Linked DNA regions of Ovis aries: region 1 is linked to region 2. The links are chromatin contacts, called in public Hi-C maps. All regions are on one chromosome and are shown on one strand. Each heading gives the region's core, a stretch centred on a gene start, on an enhancer-like site or on the middle of the called end of the contact. The rest is flanking DNA. Distances are from core to core; before and after follow the strand shown.

Region 1 (3,109 bases), core at 575-3,074, 170 kb after region 2:
CCGCGCAGGCCGAGCGGCGGCCGCGGCAGGTGCCGGCGAGCCGGGCGGCGTGCGGATCCCCGCCCGGGACACCGGGACGGGAACAGGGGCGCCCGCGGGACGCGCGGGAGGCGGGGTTCGCATCTGCAGCCCCCGCCTCAGGCACCGGGCGGTCCCGGTGCCCGCAGTTTCGCCTGCTGCGCTTGAGACCGTCTACGTACAGAGTGTGAGAGACCCTGCGGGGTCAGAAGTGACAGGTTTCAAAAATATAACGCCTCCCCCAAATTTTTTTAAGGTCAAGAATGATGTGTTTAAGTTTTAAACAGTTCTCCAGCGATTTTCCCCCAACGCGCCCTTCTGCATTTTGCTCTTGGTTATCATGTGCTGTTTTAAATAACAAAGGCCCATATGGCTAAACACGTAGTCATTTGATTTTCAAAAGACCTCAAAAATTGCATCAGAATACGCACTCATGTATCGCCTAAGAAATCAACGAGCAAGAATTAATGGTGGCATATGGTGCTCTTCGTGGAGGAAACTTAGTTACAAATTAAAACGAATGCAAAAATTCACAAATTCACTAAACTGAAAGTAAGTGATGACCCTAGATGTATACACAAATCAGTTTATGTGCGATTAGGGGGAATGTAAGTTCCAGATCCCTCTAACTGCAAAAAGGCTGTTGACAAGAAGAGATTTCCCTTATTTGCTCCCAAAAGGGCCTTCAGCCCCCGCTCAGCACAGGCGTTTCCTGCGGCCCACCTGGAAGGCAACTTTTAAACTTGCAAATGCTCATCTAAGAGGACAATTCTATTAGCTCGCAATTCAAAATAAAAGTGCTTTAGTTTGAAAAGCCTGTTTAAAAGGCTTCAAGACTGGGAGCTTTCTTTCCGTCTTTGACATCACAGAGTTTGAAGGTCACAGTTCTGCAAAACTGCTAATAACAATGGTACCGTGGTTTGACACCAAAAGGAAAAGCAAATATGTGTTTTCTGAGTTTCTATTTTAGGAGCTCAAAAAGTCCCTTCGAAAATTACTCTTGCCCTCCTCCTTCCCAATTGTAGCTAAATAAATGTAATGGAAGATTTTTAGCATTAATTAAACATCAAAGGCACCTTTTCTGCTGCCTGATGTCCACTCAAAGAAACAGTTGTACTAGGTTACACTTGACCATCTTCAAAGTCCTCCCGCAGATATCTCACGTAATCTTTACTCCACTTCTGTGATAAGACAGACACTATAATCCCTGGTTTTCAAACAAGGAAGTGGAGGTCCTAAAGAATACAGTGACTCGTCTGAAATCACACAGCTGGTCCTTAGAGCAGCGGAGACCCTCAAGTAAGATTCCAGCATTCCCAACTGATTCCTGCTTTTTCAAGTGCCCACCTGGCCTCCCAACTATTTCTCTACAAACACTATGGAAAATGAGAGGTCCAAAACACAGGTTCCTGTAGCCAGTTTCTTACCTGTTGTAGAGCAGCGACCTAGCAGAATGGAAAGAAGCTAGCTGCACAGGTTTTCATCTCTGCTAAAGGAGAAAGCTGACTGGTCAGACTTCTGTCCTGTGGTGGACCAGGGCACCCTGGCAGACTGAAAGCTCGGAGCTCTGGGGCTAAGCAATGCCCCTGTCACCCGCAGGCCTTTTCACACTCATCAGAGGCTGACTCCACGTGACACGTGGAGGAGGGAGGTTTCCTCCGTCCCAGCACTGAAAGTTCACAGGACCTCTGGAGCCTCAGAAGTTTCTGATTCCAGGCGGCCTGCTGGAGCGAGTCTGGCCACCCTGTCCGGACCCGGTGACAAGCGGAACGTGACTTCTCAGCCCTCCGGCACCCCTGGGAAAGTCACCAGTCAGTTCTCTTTGTGGCACTCCACTTCCTCCTTCCCTCCGCCGAAAGGAAATGTAACTGCTCTGATGATGGGTCCCAAACCACCTAACTACCAGCCAGGTGAGGGCAGGGTGACACTTAACGGAAAACACAGAAATACCTGACTCTGAAAAAACGGCTCTTTCCTGTTCTTATGCAGCTCACAAGAAAGCGGCTAGGCGTGGAAGACACGGACTTTGAAGGAGTAATGCAAAACTTACTTGGTGAACTCATTTGATTCCTTTGTTGACAGCTGGTCTAGGGACTTCCCCAGCAGTTAAGTGGTTAAGATTTTTGCCTTCCAGTGCAGGGCGTGTGGGTTCCCCTGGTTGGGGAACTAAGATCCCATATACCTCGCAGCCAAAAACCCTGAGTATAAACAACATAAGCAGTACTGTTACAAATTCAATAAAGACATAAACAAAATTTTTTTAATTAAAAAAAAATGATCTCTTTACAGTCACACCATCCACTGTGGCCTTCAAATGTCACAAACGCTAGGCAGCAAGACATCTTGGCACCAACAGGAGGAGGTCAGAAACTGGAAAGAAAAGCTAGAGGCGAGCAGTCCCTCAAAGCCAGAGCTCACCCGAAGATGGGCTGGTCAGGAGAAACCACCCTTTACTCATTTATTCTGTAAACCTCACACATTGAAAACCTGTCAGCAAGGCACTGTTCTAGGCTCTGCGTATACAGAATAAAGAATGCATCATACAGAGCCCTCAGACAGGCAGACAGTTGCAGGGCGGTGGTGTAAGCGCTGCAGGAAAACCGTGTTACAGGCGGTCTCGGACAGCCTGGGACTGCGGCAGCGTGGAGCCAGGGCTCAGGCTCCCAGCCGGAGACTGGGCTGGGTGGAGGTGGCGGAAGCACCAGATCCCAGCCACTAGACTTGTGATCAGTGACAAGAGCCCTGGGCCTTTGGCTTTGCCAAAAAGAATTCCCACAAAGACAGGAAGTGGTGAAACAAGTAAAGTATTTATTAAGAGGAAAAGAGGACGGCGCGTGTGGCTAGGCGCCTGGGCACACGCAGGGCTCCCGAGCCGTGCCCTCGGACAGTCCGAGTCACTTTCAAAGGTTTTTCTTCTGCGTTTCCTTTCGCCAATCCTTTTGATTTGCCCGGTTCTCGGCCTGTATCTGGTATATCTCAGAACCCCCCGGGGCTCCCCTGGGGGCTCAGACCGTAAAGAATCCACCTGCAATGCGGGAGGCCTGGGTTGGGAAGATCCCCTGGAGAAGGAAATGGCAACCCACTCCAGGAT
Region 2 (3,250 bases), core at 224-2,723:
TCTCGGAGAGGTTGGCAACTGGCTTCCAACTTTCCCTAGGCTCCAGTGGAAACGGCTTGTTTTAAAGCCTCACAAGACAGAACCTGCTTCCAGTGGTCATATTTTGGTGGAGATTTTCATGAAAACTCAAGGAATAAAAGGGGAAATGTCTCACTTTGGCTGCTCAGCGAAGATAAACCCAGCAGCAGGCTTGTTGGAAACCCACCACATTGCTGCACACTGCTTCCAGCTTCCTGTTTAATATTAAAGAAAGAATTTCAGCTCTTCTGTTTTTACAAACTCTGCTCTTTGCAGCTACCGTCACCACTCCAAGCATTAGGGCTCTGGAGAAGTAGTCCTGTATTTTTCAAACCTTTTGTGTTTTAAATCTTAGTATCTATTTCCAAGATGCAGTAAGAGTTAAAGAGGTTCAAATCTAATTGTTTTTTTTTTTTTTTCAAAAACAGTCCTCAAATAAGTACTTACATTAGTTCTTGGTCAGATCACTGAACATTATGTATTTTTAAACTGCTTTGAATACTTTGAACAGGAGCCACAGAAAAGCCACAGAAAACGCTCAGAGTCAAATACCGCCAGATGGAGGTTCTGAATAACCAAAAGTGAAAGCAGAAAGGTCGGAGGCTCGGTTGTGCTCTGTGCACACCTCGAGATTACAGGGCGAGGAAAAAATGAATGATTCCCCGGTTGTAGGCAGAGGAAGCTTGCATAACATATGAGAAGCACCCCACGGAAGGCCGACGAGACCCAGGCTTGAACTTCAGCCTGAGCCCCGGCCAAGCTGCGTCTCCATTTAAGGAAAACCTTTCCCGTTGTTTTCAGTTTCTAGCCCGTGAACTAAAGACTGGTCCGGCCATTTCCGCTGTCTGAAAGGGCAAAGCAAGTTTTTCTTTTCACAGTGAGAGGAGTCCTGCCATATTGACAGCAACATGCTTGGCTGCCTACCGACCGCAGTCTGGGGGTCCTTCGTGTGTTTTGTGTGATTTCACCCACGTTCCTGTGTCGAGTAGGAGGCCATTCTTTTGGTCCTCTGTGCACCAGAGTTCCTGCAGAATCGCTGCAGTCGCCGTTGTCTGCATCACACGTGTGAAAGCCCGATTCCATCCAAAGAAATGGCGACGTCTAAACTGGCATCCTGGTGAAGTCTCGGTGTCTCTACAGCTCGCCACTGACTAGATTCCTGTCACCTCTCTGTGGAAGGGCGGGGACAATGTACGGCTTTGAAACCAAGCCACAGGGGGCCCTTCCCTAGTAACAAGTCTGACAGGCTGTGCCTCTGCCCTCATTGGCGGGAGACCCACTGGTCCAGAGGCCCTCCTTGCAGCTCCTTACGCCTCGCTGTCCTGAGGCCCAAGGGACGGGTGGCTTTGCCTGAGGATGTCCAAGGCACCTGAACAGCAAAGGCCACAACAGTGGACACCAAGCGCCCAGTCACTGCGACCCGAAGAGCCACCGGCACGCAGAGCACCAGCTCTCCCACGCGTCCTGCGTGCCAGGCACCAAGCCAGGAGCTTCAGCGGCAGTATGTACTGTGCTCTTCCATGATCCTGCCCAGGGAGGGGCTGTCCTCCTCTTTTACAGGTGAGGACACGGAGCTTCAAGAAGTTAAGTGATGAGAGTTCCCTGGTGGCCTGGTGGTTAGGATTCGGGGTTTTCATTGCCGTGACCGAGTTCAGTTCTGAGTTGGAGAATGGAGATTCTACAAGCTGTGTAGCACAGCCAAAATATGAAATAAATAAAGTAACATAAAATAAAGAAGTTATTTGCTGGTGGTGAATAACTGGTGCTAAGAGCTGGAATGAAAAGTTAAGACCACAAGTCTTTCTGGCCTGCACAGCCCATCGTCTCTGGCACTGACCTTGCCCATTGAGGGTATCCAAGATCTAATTTCCAAGCTCACAGAAGACAGCTTCTTGCTTGCAATCTACCTCTCGAGCTCCTTAGTCAGGGCGCTTTGGGTTTCTGTGATTTGGTTTTTGCGTAGTCTTTTTCAAATAGACCACTAACCACGACACTCTACTTCCACAGGCTTAGCTCCTGACGCCTCCACAGAAATGGACATCGTTCAATAAACGACAAACCTATCTACAAAATACCGAAACTCCCGGGGCACATGCCAGCACCGTGCTCCTGGCTGAATTATAAAGCACGAGGTTTAGGGGAAAAAACACGTGACAGTTGACAACTCCAGAGGCCAGGCCAAATCTGCCCCATCTCCCCCTTGGATGGACCCTCAGAAGGGACAAGCAGTTAGGAAAGCATCTAACCAGCAACGCAGGGAACAATCCACTCTTTCTCTCCAGTCCTCATCGTCAGCTCAGTTCAGTTCACGCGCTCAGTCGTGTCCGACTCTTTGCGACCCCATGAATCGCAGCACATCAGGCCTCCCTGTCCATCACCAACTCGCGGAGTTTACCCAAACCCATGTTTATCAAGCCGGTGATGCCATCCAGCCATCTCATCCTCGGTCGTCCCCTTCTCCTCCTGCCCCCAATTCCTCCCAGCATCAGGGTCTTTTCCAATGAGTCAACTCTTTGCATCAGGTGGCCAAAGTATTGGAGTTTCAGCTTCAGCATCAGTCCTTCCAATGAACACCCAGGACTGGTCTCCTTTAGGATGGACTGGTTGGATCTCCTTGCAGTCCAAGGGACTCTCAAGAGTCTTCTCCAACAGCACAGGTCAAAAGCATCAATTCGTTGGCACTCAGCTTTCTTCACAGTCCAATCCTCACATCCATACATGACCACTGGAAAAACCATAGCCTTGACTAGACAGACCATAGTCGGCAAAGTAATGTCTCTGCTTTTGAATATGCTGTCTAGGTTGGTCATAACTTTCCTTCCACGGAGCAAGCATGTTTTAATTTCATGGCTGCAGTCACCATCTGCAGTGATTTTGGAGCCCCAAAAAATAAAGTCTGACACTGTTTCCACTGTTTCCCCATCTATTTCCCATGAAGTGATGGGACCGGATGCCATGATGTTCGTTTTCTGAATGTTGAGCCTTAAGCCAACCTCTTCACTCTCCTCTTTCACTTTCATCAAGAGGCTTTTGAGTTCCTCTTCACTTTCTGCCATAAGGGTGGTATCATCTGCATATCTGAGGTGATTGATATTTCTCCCAGCAATCTTGATTCCAGCTTGTGAGTCTTCCAGACCAGCATTTCTCATGATGTACTCTGCATATAAGTTAAATAAGCAGGGTGACAATATACAGCCTTGACGGACTCCTTTTCCTATTTGGAACCAGTCTG

What was found. Hi-C and Micro-C count contacts between places; a contact is called where the count stands out from the background.
Region 1: a contact with region 2 is called in a Hi-C map of hypothalamus, with 2.8 times the contacts expected there. The contact joins the promoter of FOXN3 here to the enhancer-like site in region 2. A contact is called at or near these places in 2 of 16 Hi-C or Micro-C datasets (blood and hypothalamus).

Annotation. Positions count from the first base shown.
Region 1 is chr7:99,305,803-99,308,911 of ARS-UI_Ramb_v3.0, forward strand. It overlaps FOXN3 (forkhead box N3), which reads right to left and starts at 1,825. Exons shown (of 7, transcript XM_042252852.1): 1 at 1,446-1,825.
Region 2 is chr7:99,131,413-99,134,662 of ARS-UI_Ramb_v3.0, forward strand. The region is part of intron 2 of FOXN3 (forkhead box N3); the gene reads right to left. Among named protein-coding and RNA genes, the nearest start is that of FOXN3, 170 kb to the right of the region's middle. Within about 2 kb of position 1,474, at least 20 of the 54 cell types and tissues checked have an H3K27ac peak or open chromatin away from gene starts, as enhancers often do.